Regions from separate parts of the Mus musculus genome. Here regions 1, 2 and 3 are each linked to region 4. A link is a contact called in public HiChIP or PLAC-seq and promoter capture Hi-C data. All regions are on one chromosome and are shown on one strand. Each heading gives the region's core, a stretch centred on a gene start, on an enhancer-like site or on the middle of the called end of the contact. The rest is flanking DNA. Distances are from core to core; before and after follow the strand shown.

Region 1 (2,700 bases), core at 60-2,559, 470 kb before region 4:
CAGAAACTAAGCTTACTATATAGGAATTTGAAAGATAGTAACTGAAATGGACACGCCAAAGAGTAAGTTGAGAGTAACTAAACATGGAAGTGAGGATGGGAACTGAAAGTGTCATAAAAGATAATTCTAGTATAAGCCTTTAAGCAATGAGTTTTCTTATAACAACATGCAAACAGAAACAAATTCAAAGAGGAAAGCAAAGCACTTCATGGTTTTCAGTGAGAGCTCAGAAAATCATCTGTCCTTTAGAGAAGTGTGAGTTCCCATCTTATAGCTGTAACTACACCATTTCAAGTTACTACTAACTACTATTGAATATTATGATTTCATAAAGGTTAAAAGAGGCCGTGTGAAAATGACAGATTTATTCTTTAACTTTTAGTAAGTTGCAGTGACTGAGTTGTCTAAAGGCTCTTTCGGTACGGACTGTGAAGAAATCAACACAAGTAAAACTGTTGCCTTGCGCCCACTTAACCTCAAGATTTTTAGCAGCTGCAGTCAGACATTACCAGGCAGAAACGTTTACCATAAGCATCTGGGACTCAGCCATGTCACCTGCTTCTCTTTAAGAAGGGGACTCTGTATTTTAAACATTAGCCATCTCCTAAAGGCTGTTTTAGGGGGAGAAATTCCTTTCATTTCCTATTCCTATCAACCCTCCTCTGCACTTGAAGTCCCAGCCAGTTCTAGGAAATGCCTCCTCAACACTCTAAATGTGTCTTAATTCCATATGTAAAGACTTCGGGACAGTCCCCCTAGGGAGGTGGGCACAATCTTGCCTGAATCCTCAAAGCCTACTTCCAGATGTGAGCCCCAAGGTAGAAAGACTACTACTAGACCCAGGCTTCCAACCTCTTTCCAGATGACAGCCTGAAGGAAGATGAGCAAAGATCTAATTCTCATTCCAGATGTGGGCCAAAGGGCACAGGAGTAACTTGCAACATCTTTCCTGCCATGTGTAATGCCCTAAGCTAGAACAGCTACTCATCCCTCTCCAACAGCACTCCATATTGTCTCCAGAGAGCTAATTCTCCAGATATTAAAGTGTCACTGCTCCATCATCACTTACGACTTTAATCTATTTTCTATCTTCAATCCCAAAAGCTCTGAGGTTCCTCACCTGGGTCAAGGTCCTTAGCTCTGGGCATACTTTGGAGATGGAATTATTTTGAAGGTCTAGAGTCTTCAGATTAGGTAGTTTTTCCAGTGTCGAGGGCATCTTGGTAATCCTCTTGCCATTCAAAGTCAGGATCTTAGTGTTCTTGCCACCCTTCAGTGCTGTTACCAATAATCTTTCAGCCATGATTTTTGAAGAGGTGACCATTATGGAGGAAGAGTTATTATATATCTTTAGAATATGTAATCGCAGAATTGTTCTGTCACACATGCAAAACCACTCCCCATTATGATGAAGCTAGGAGGTAGTAGGTGATTTCCTAAGTAGAGGGGGGAAATAGTCACTGCAGGTTGGACCAGAAGCATACAAGACAGGGCATGCTGAAACAGGTTTATCCATGCCAGACACATGGACAATATCAAATACTGAGATCATATCAGGCAACTGGGCCAGCTTTGGGACTCTTCCTCCAGTTTGAAATGAGGAAGGCTAAACATCTGGGGGGGGGGGGGAAGTAATACTGAAGCCTTGGGGTTCATAACAGCATCTTATAAAAGGAGGGACTAACTCATTAATCATACTTGGAGTGGGTGGGACATCATCAGCTCAGTCTAAAAACTAATAAAGGGAGAAATGAATCAAGCATCTATTACACTATTGTAATATAAACTGCATGCCACTATATTCAAATAGTTCATAGTTTTTATTCATACAGAAATTGGAGCTAATAAATGAATTTTAACAAGCCTTAGAAAACTCATCATTTCTCCAAGTTCTAATGAAATACAGGAACTCTGTTGGTAGGATTAAGGTTAGTAGCCCACTAATCCGTTTTAGCCACTTACAACAGAAAGCATCACGTGCAATGAAAGTAACTGATGGTGCGCAGCAGAGTGCAGAGGAAACCTCATGCAGAAAACCAACCCTACATCTAACAGTAGCTTTAGGCTAACCAACACATACAGAAATGGGAGGCCCAGAGAGCTGAAGTTACCCTCAGTCAAATCTGTAACATGGAAAGCTTTACAGCAGCGGCTCTCAACTCTCCTATGCGGCTGTAATACACTCCTCATGCTGTGGTGACCCCATCCATACAACTATTTTCATTTCTACTTCATAACTATAATTATTCTACGGTTATGAATCGTAATGTAAATATTTTTAGAGACAGGATTTCCAAGGGGGTAGTGATTGATACACAGGTTGAGACGCAGTGCTCTATAGGGAGAAGTGAAATGAGGTCTCAGCAACTGCATGATGAAAAATAAAAACTGTTCTGAAAATGAGCATTAAATAATAGCAAAAGACAAAATACAACCTGTGCACCTGGACAGATTGTTCATTTCAATAAACACAGCAACCAGTCAGAGAAATGTATTGATGGGCTGGTTATGATAGTAATTAACAATAGGACTTGTTTTACATGTATTCAACATTTAGAAATGCTTATGGAAACTGGAGGACGTAGGGGAAGCAGCAGGATGGACACAATGTTGATAATTATTGACATTATTGATGCTGAGTAACAGGCATACAGAGGTTTTTAATACTAGTCCTACTGTTTCGCAGGTGTGTTGAAAATG
Region 2 (2,700 bases), core at 193-2,692, 270 kb before region 4:
TTCAACAAAATTAAAGAAAAACATTTCTAAATTAAAGTCTAGTATGGTTATGAAGGTTCTGTTTGTTTGGAAACCCTGCTCATCCCCTGCACAAGCTAAGAAAGCCCATTAGCTCTTTTTCCTCTCCAGCCCTACTGCAGGGAGTAAACTCAGGGCTAACATGTCATCTCTCCCTGCCTTCATGTTTACAGGAACCCACTCATGAATGCCTGCCCAGGGGCTCAGCTTCTGTTTATAAATCACGCTAGGCACAATCCCACCTCCTAGCTCACATGTCATCAGCTCACTCCTTTGCTCACAAACCCCTTTGCTTTAGCCCCAGCATGAGACTCCATTGACTTCTACCCATGAGATCAGTGAACTCACCTGAGAGCTACCACTCAATAAACCTGTCTTCATACTCTTGATTTGGCTAGAATTGGTGTAGTATATTGGCAGAGAAACCTATTAGCTACAAGAAACATACAGAACACCAAATAGACTGGACCAAAAACGAAAGTCCCCTTACCACATAATAATCAAACAACTAAATGTGATAAACAAAGAAAAATATTAAAATCTGATAGGGACAAAGAACAAACAGCATTATAAAGCAATTACAATAACATTTGACTTCCCAATGGAAATTCTAAAAGCCAAAAGGCCACAGGTAAGATGTTCTACAAATTGTGCAAGACTGCAGATGCCAGCTGAGACTACCGTACCCAGCAAAACTCTAATCACCATAGATGGAGAAAAGAAAGGCATTCTATGAAAAAAAAGAAAAGAAAAGAAAAGAAACCCAAATTAAGCAGTATCTACTACTCCAGCCCTACAGAAAGTGCTAGAAGGAAAATTCCAACCTAAAGAGGTTAATTATAAGAAAACACAAGGAATAAATAATCCTTGAACAGCAAATCAAAAGAAGGGCAACACACACCACAACAACAATATAAATGGAATAAACAAACACTGTTCATTAATATCTCTCAACATTAGTGGTCTCAATTTTCTAATAAAAAATACAGACTAACAGAATGGATGTGAAAACAGGATCCATCCTTCTGCTGCAACCAAGATATATATCTTAAAATCAAATATAGACATCATCTCCTGTAAAAAAATGGGAAAAGATATTCCAAGCAAATGGACCTGTGAAGCAAGCTATTATAAACTCTTGTAGCCATTTTAGTATCCGACAAAATAGACTTCAATCAAAATTAATCAGAAGAGATAGAGAAGGAAACTCCATACTCACCAAAGGAAAAATCCTCCAAGAGGACATTACAATTATTAACATCTATTCCCCAAACAGGATAGCCCTGATGTTGCTTATATTTTGATGCTAATTCTGCTTTCCCAGGAGGGGTTGAATTCATGAGTCATGAATTACTTACACAGGTGACTTCTTGTGAACCTTCCTCCCAGCTTAATTTGTAAAATAAAAGTTAGAGACAGTGATTGGGCAGTAGAAGGGAAGGTGGAGCTGAAAAGTTTGGGGGAGAAAAAGGGAAGGGAAGAGGACAGAGGAGCAGGAGGAGGTGGAAGGAAAGCAGAGCAGAAGTACATGGCCTGGAGAAACCACAAGTGATAAGGGATCTCAAAGATGGGGAATATAGTAGTGTAGTGGTAGATCTGCCCAATCTAGGCATGCAGCTTGTATTCATATTAATTGAGTTGTGTTTTCTTTACCAGGGCTTATCTGGGTTGGAGATTTACTGAAAAAAAATTGGTGCCCAGCATATTGATTAGAGCTCAACTAACCTGAGATAAAAGTTCACTGTCCTCCAACCCCCCCATATATGGCTCAGGCAGCAATCTAGGATGTAGCAGTGTGGATTGAAAGGAATTAGACATCTTATCATTTACCAGTATTGCAATATTTATTCTCTTGATTTACTATGTCTTCTCAAAAGACAGGGCCCTAGATAAAAAATTCCTTGCCTTAGAAAAGAGATTACAAGTAACACTAAAACTAAAGGTTCAGGATTTTATAGGTCACAATAAGTAGCAGAAAGAGGAGAATGAAGGTTAGAGACAGGAGCTGGAAGAGACACTAGGAAAACTAATTTGACAATTCACAGGTCAGAACAGCATGGAGATAGAGATAAAATTTGGAAGCAAAGTCTAGAGGATAATTTACTAAAGCTAGCAAATCAAACTAAGGCAGATGCTGCAATATTAGAATTACAACACAAAGAGAAGCTTAGATCATGGAAGCAGGGCTTAGAACAGAAGATACAGGAAATTATAGAGCAGCATGAACAACAGAAAGAGAAATTTAAGACTTGGCAATGTGGCCTAGAGGAAACACTAAAATTGAAGACAGAGGAAATTATAGATCAGAATAAGAGACAGAAAGTTGAAAATGAAGGTGGGAGACAGGAGCTGGAAAAGATGCTAGAACAAAGGATGCAGCAGCTCACAGAGCAGACTGAGCAGGAGAGAGAAAATAATGAGGATTGGAAGCAAGACTTGAAGAATAACCTTTTAAAATTAATCAAAATAAAATGAAGAGCAGACTATCAGAATTGCAATATAAAGAAAAAAAATCAAAATATGGAGGCAGAACCTTGAAAAAAGAATATAGGAACTGAAGGAACAGGATAATAATAAGAGATATGAAGTGTGGACACAGACCTTAAGGGAAGAATTTAAAATTTCAATTAAAGAGAATACTCAGGTAGAGACAAAAGATAACATTAGAAAAAGCTAACCAAA
Region 3 (2,700 bases), core at 161-2,660, 380 kb before region 4:
GTAAATAGACATCACGCTTAACGCCAGGATTAGTCAAGTTCCTCGGGATGACTACACCCATGTCCTGCATCCATACGCTCCTCTCTCTCATTGGCAGGGAGCTCAGCATGATGCTTAAATAAATCCAGGCTCATCCAACCACTGCTCTGAGTTAGCCCTGCTTGTCCTGAAGTATCTCCTATCAGTGTCTATATTAGTCAATACCTTATCAGAATACAGAAACAACTCAATAGAAACTAATAGAATTGTTAGCCAGGTATAAACTTGCTAATTAGATAACTGAAAGGTAAACATCTTTGTCTCAAGTGTCCAGGAGGTAACAATGTAGCAATCACGGTTAGGTCCAGGGAGCACACTGCTGAAACTGTTAAAGCTGTGCAGTGCCAGGGGTCCCTGTACTCCTGAAATATGGTGATTGAAGACCACCAAGCCCCTGGCACAAAGACTGTTGCCTAAACGAGGCTGGCTGGCACTTGGCCTACACAGTGAAGTAGATAGTTGAAGACTGAAAACGGGATTCAGGGTTGCCATGGGAAAGTGCTTTAGCCATGGTGGCAGAGTATTCCAAGGGTGACATTTAGAAAACTAGCAGGTAGTTTGGAAGCTCATAGGAAGCAAACAGAAGAGACAAAAAAAAAAGCCTCTCTCTTCTGTCTTGGTAGGTTTTCTCCAGCATCTACTAACAGAGCACCTACAGCCAGCTTGTAGTGTCAGAGGGTGTCTACAGAGCTCCACAGGCACAATACTGAACATGTGTTTAGATTTCAGGGTGACCTGGTCACTAACACACACTGTCTTAATCTGATGTGTGCCAGATACCTCCTTCTAACAGTGGCGTGGTTCTGGGAGACCCATTTCTTTGATTCTGAGAAGGGGAGGAATTAAGAATGGTATTTCCTCTTCTCTGTACTGAGCTGGATGGAGAGCGTTGCCATTGAAAGCAGAGGTCCTGAAAGCAGAGCTCAGCTGGCTTTGTCTTTAAGCCACATTCTCCCAAAGACCGTGAAGAAAGTGGAAACGGGGTGAGGGGCAGAGAATAATGCTGGCCTTCTTCTCGGGGGCCCTCCTTCTGTAATAGGATCCTAGACCATCTCAGACTTTAATGTGATGTCATTTTTCTGTTATGTATCCATCTTTGTCAAGGGCTGGATACAGTGAGAGCAGGAGTGAAGAAAGTGAATTCAGTGGGCAGGCATTGCCATTGAAGAGGCTCGTAGAGGAGTGAGTGAGGCAGTAGAGGGCCGAGCAGCCCAGCGAGGCAGTGCCAACCGTTAGAATACAGACATGTGTCTCAAAAAGGAGCACAGATTAATGCACTAGGATGAATTAGCAAAACGGAGAGACTGTCTGGCGCAGACTAGATGGACGATGCTGATGCTTGTGATGGGAAACTGTAATCTGATCACTTGTGGGTTTGCAGGGTGGTGCCACTTCCTTTAAAGTGTTGCTTGAGCAGCTCTATGTCCTTTGATCCCTCCACTTTCGCTGTGTCTCTTTTAGGAGTCTGTTTTCCTTCATACTGTTCAGCCTCCCCTGACTCTTTCCTCTTCCTTATTCAGTATACCCCGATCTGATTTTTCCGAAGCCTTCACTATTAGGTTCTCGACTGTTTCCATCACCTCCCGTCTGTACATTTTTCCCTCACACCAACTCTTTGCCTTTTAGAAAGTGACTTCTGTTTTAGGAGGGGCAGAATCACAGAGCCCTTCAGCAGTCAGCATCTCTAGGTTGTTGGCTTTCTTTTTTACTCTTGTTATTATTTCTTTTATCTATGTATTCACTTCATATCCCAATCACTGCCCCCACTCCAGGCTACACCATCCCACAATCCCTTCCCCTTTTCCCTTTTCTCCTCTAAGAGAGTGGAAATACCCCCCCTTCCCATCCCCCTCCGCCTCTGGTACAGTTTCTACAAGGCTAGGGGCGTCTTTTCCTACTGAGGCCAGAGAAGGCAGCCCAGCTAGAAGATATCCCACAGACAGGCAAGAGCTTTTAGGATAGCCCCTGCTCCACTTTGGGAAACACATGAAGACTGAGCTGGACATCTGCTACACATTTGTAGGGGGCCTAGGTCCAGCCTGTGTATGTTCTTTGGTTGGGGGTTCAGGATCTGAGAACCCCAAGAGTCCAGGTTAGTTGACTCTGTTGGTTTTTTGTGGAGTTCCTGTCCTCTTTGGGACCTGCAATTCTTCCTCCTATTCTTACTTAAGAATCCCCATGCCCCACCCACTGTTCAGCTGTGGGTGTCTGTATCTGTCAGCTGCTGGGTGGAGCCTCTCGGAGGACAGCCTTGCTAGACCCCTGTCTGCCAGAGCAGGCAGCAGGTCAGTCTCATAGTCGGAAGGCTTTCTTTCCAGTGTCCTCACAGACTGATTTTACTTCTGATGTGTTGCACAGTCCTTTTAGGTTCGACAATGCTGTTTAGAATTAAGGACTGCAAATACATAGAAAAAAAGGATCTTTTATTTAATATAACTCCACAGAGAAGATGTTCATTGCTTAAGTATCTACCAAGAATCTTTAAAAAATGGAATTTCTTACTTAATAGTGAGCTGCAATTCTGAGATCACAGTAGCCTTACTTATTTATAAATTTCCCTGAGGTTCAGCTCTAGTGATTTTTGACTATTGTAGAAGTGAAAGGAGATGGAGTGAAGAAATTGAAATCTTAATTGCTGCTGGAGTAACTGCTGAAACTTCC
Region 4 (2,700 bases), core at 142-2,641:
ATATTTCGGCAGTCTTTCGGATTCTCTTCACAAGGTCCAAGTAGCATATTGATGCCTCAAGGTTTAATTTCTCAGACTTATTCTCATTCACACCAGTCAGAAGTGATGATATCACAGTGCCCTGATAATATAACTCTCACATGTCCGTGGTTTTTCTTCTCACTCATTTATATACTTCCATCAAGAAGTAACTGGGATTCTTACTCTTCACTCTGTGGAACACCAATAATTGACAATGGCAAAGAGAGAAAGGATTTTGGAAGGTTCCTAAAGCATCTAAAAGCTAGTCACAAGTCACTTGGCAGAATATATCGTGGAGACTGACCCAAACACGAGGCCTGGACATAGAAGTCAGCCTACTATGACCGAGTAGAGAATACAGGGAATATTTAGTACACCTACTACTATTCAGTCATCCATAACCATGGTCTTAACGGTTGCCTGTGTATCAATGTCAAAATTTCTAGGAGTGATAATTCATGTCAACGCCATATTCCTATTTTCAAACATCCACTGGAATGCCACTTTTGGGTGGATATCATGGACATCTCAACTCTGATGCATCAACTTCATTTGTACATAGTTGTAATATTTTCCTTAAGTCAATGGCTTTCTTCTATCTACTATCTCAGATAAGAACTCTAGCTAACATCTTTGATTCCTTACCTTGCTCTCCTAGCACTGGGTCAGTCATAAGTCTATACATAGCTCGTGAAAGGGCTGGTAACAGCAACCCTTTTTATAAAGGTCTTTTGAGGAATCTTTTCCACTCTACGCAGCACAGTGCTTGGCATTCAGGAAAGGACTAGGGTCTAGAAGGCACATTCTCTGAAGAGTGGCTCTTCACAACCAATTCCCTGGGCTCCTAAACAACCGAGTTATCTAGAAGCCACTGGGAGACTTTGCTCTCTGGGATGGTACAATTATCCTCCTACGAACAGATAAGAACTCCTCCCCTAAAGTCGCCAGACAGCTTTTGGGGGAGAGCGACACCCCACTGCTGGTTTGCAGGAAAGGTCAATCAGAAGCCAAAGAGAGGCACTTGGCAAGAGTCCCAGCAGCTGCGGCCAAGGGTCTTTGACACGCAGGCACGCGCGCGCCCGTGGAAGCTGAGAGCGCGCAGCCCCGGGTCCCCTTTCCGCTTCCCGTGGCCTCCCTCCGCCTCACTCTTCTGCCCCGGGCAGCCGAGGCCTCCGTTGCCTGAGAGACGCGGGTACCTCGCCACTCATCCGCAGCACCAGCCGGGCGTCACGGGGGCGTGACCGACCACCCAGCTATGTCTCCGCCCCCTCTGCGCGTGCCCCGCCCCTCGGGCCCAAGGGGGCGGGCTCTGCGGGCGCGGGGTCCAGACTCGACCGACTCCCGGCGGGACCGCGTCTCGACCGCCGCTGCCGCCCTTCTCCGGCCGTTCCCTCCCCGCGAGAGGACGCAGGGAGCCGAGGCCTGGCGTGCGGGGTGCCATGGAAGGCCGCAGGCGGGGGGACGCGGCGGGAGTGGAGACACTGGCCGGCTGAGGCCGAGGCATGCGGAACCCCGGTGGGAGCCTGCCCCACACGCTGCCCCGGGCCTTGCAGCACGCCGGTCGGACGGGAGTCGTGGAGCAGCCGGGCCGCTGGGCACCGGAGCGGACAGCGGGAGGGGACCGCTCGGAGGACCGCCTTCCCCGCGGGGGCGGGGCCAGCGCGGCGGCGGCTGCTGCTGCGGCGGCGGCCTCGGGCGCCCTGCTCGGCGCCTATCTGGAGCGCCACGGTCTGCCCGCGGCCTCGGACTTGCCGGCGCCGGCCGGGGCGTTGGCAGGCGGCCCCGGGAGCGGCGGCGGCGTGGTGGTCGGGGTGGCCGAGGTGAGAAACTGGCGCTGCTGCTGCCTCGGCAGCACCTGTTGGTGCCGGAGCCTCGTGCTGGTGTGCGTGCTGGCCGCCCTGTGCTTCGCTTCCCTGGCCCTGGTCCGCCGCTACCTGCAGCACCTCCTGCTCTGGGTGGAGAGCCTCGACTCGCTGCTCGGTGTCCTGCTCTTCGTCGTGGGCTTCATCGTGGTCTCCTTCCCCTGCGGTTGGGGCTACATCGTGCTTAATGTGGCGGCCGGCTACCTGTACGGCTTCGTGCTAGGCATGGGGCTCATGGTGGTGGGCGTCCTCATTGGCACCTTTATCGCTCATGTGGTCTGCAAGCGGCTACTCACCGCCTGGGTGGCTGCCAGGATCCAGAACAGCGACAAGCTGAGCGCCGTTATCCGCGTCGTGGAGGGAGGAAGCGGCCTGAAGGTGGTGGCGCTGGCCCGGCTGACTCCCATACCTTTTGGGCTTCAGAATGCAGTGTTTTCGGTAAGTGGGGTCCCCCTGGCCCCTCCTTCTCGTGCTCTCTCCAAATTTGTCTTTTAGAGGCCTTGTGACCACCCTAGGAGGCGCTCTGTATGACAGAAGAGTCATTGACATTTTTATGGCACCCTGAAAAAAATTACACTACAAATTCATATAACACAGCCCCTTGGAAGACCTGATAAAGAACTATCCCCCCCCCCCCCCCCCGTGCGTGTGTTTGTGTATGAGTTTGATAAAAAAAAAGTACTTTGGTAGCTCTTGAGCCATAAAGCTTTGTGACTTGACTTCCCCAGCTTTCTCTCTGCCCTGCATAAATGCAGCAGGGTTCAGATTCAGGTTTCTGGTTATATTGGAGCATGGATCGCTTTTGTTTTTAACAGTG

The links. Promoter capture Hi-C pulls out the DNA fragments that hold promoters and counts their contacts. HiChIP or PLAC-seq counts read pairs in DNA pulled down with a chosen protein or histone mark.
Region 1: a promoter capture Hi-C map of the HPC-7 cell line shows a contact between it and region 4. The contact joins the promoter of Lrrc69 here to the promoter of Tmem64 in region 4. A contact is called at or near these places in 6 of 39 promoter capture datasets (the 3T3-L1 cell line, the HPC-7 cell line, cranial neural crest and 3 more) and 1 of 115 datasets of contacts at active chromatin or transcription factors (stem cell-derived neural progenitor cells).
Region 2: a contact with region 4 is called in a promoter capture Hi-C map of liver, with 2.3 times the contacts expected there. The contact joins the enhancer-like site here to the promoter of Tmem64 in region 4. A contact is called at or near these places in 5 of 39 promoter capture datasets (the 3T3-L1 cell line, embryonic stem cells, frontonasal cranial neural crest and 2 more), 2 of 115 datasets of contacts at active chromatin or transcription factors (embryonic stem cells and fetal liver) and 1 of 9 other capture datasets (embryonic stem cells).
Region 3: a contact with region 4 is called in an H3K4me3 HiChIP or PLAC-seq map of stem cell-derived neural progenitor cells, with 15 read pairs. The contact joins the enhancer-like site here to the promoter of Tmem64 in region 4. A contact is called at or near these places in 1 of 39 promoter capture datasets (cranial neural crest), 1 of 484 Hi-C or Micro-C datasets (rod photoreceptor), 4 of 115 datasets of contacts at active chromatin or transcription factors (the SCID.adh cell line, embryonic stem cells, memory CD8 T cells and 1 more) and 1 of 9 other capture datasets (pancreatic islet).

What each region holds. Positions count from the first base shown.
Region 1 is chr4:14,794,743-14,797,442 of GRCm38.p6, forward strand. It overlaps Lrrc69 (leucine rich repeat containing 69), which reads right to left and starts at 1,310. Exons shown (of 8, transcript NM_028499.2): 1 at 1,121-1,310. The coding sequence starts at 1,303.
Region 2 is chr4:14,991,694-14,994,393 of GRCm38.p6, forward strand. All of the region lies in intron 6 of Necab1 (N-terminal EF-hand calcium binding protein 1), which reads right to left. Among named protein-coding and RNA genes, the nearest start is that of Gm11844, 29 kb to the right of the region's middle. Within about 2 kb of position 1,443, at least 2 of the 459 cell types and tissues checked have an H3K27ac peak or open chromatin away from gene starts, as enhancers often do. A contact at or near this core is called in liver, where this site is marked.
Region 3 is chr4:14,880,686-14,883,385 of GRCm38.p6, forward strand. All of the region lies in intron 1 of Pip4p2 (phosphatidylinositol-4,5-bisphosphate 4-phosphatase 2), which reads left to right. Among named protein-coding and RNA genes, the nearest start is that of Pip4p2, 18 kb to the left of the region's middle. Within about 2 kb of position 1,411, at least 128 of the 459 cell types and tissues checked have an H3K27ac peak or open chromatin away from gene starts, as enhancers often do. A contact at or near this core is called in the SCID.adh cell line, memory CD8 T cells and stem cell-derived neural progenitor cells, where this site is marked.
Region 4 is chr4:15,264,429-15,267,128 of GRCm38.p6, forward strand. Tmem64 (transmembrane protein 64) reads left to right here and starts at 1,392. Exons shown (of 3, transcript NM_181401.3): 1 at 1,392-2,321. The coding sequence starts at 1,524. It overlaps Gm51436 (a long non-coding RNA gene), which reads left to right and starts at 2,329. Exons shown (of 2, transcript XR_003955370.1): 1 at 2,329-2,700.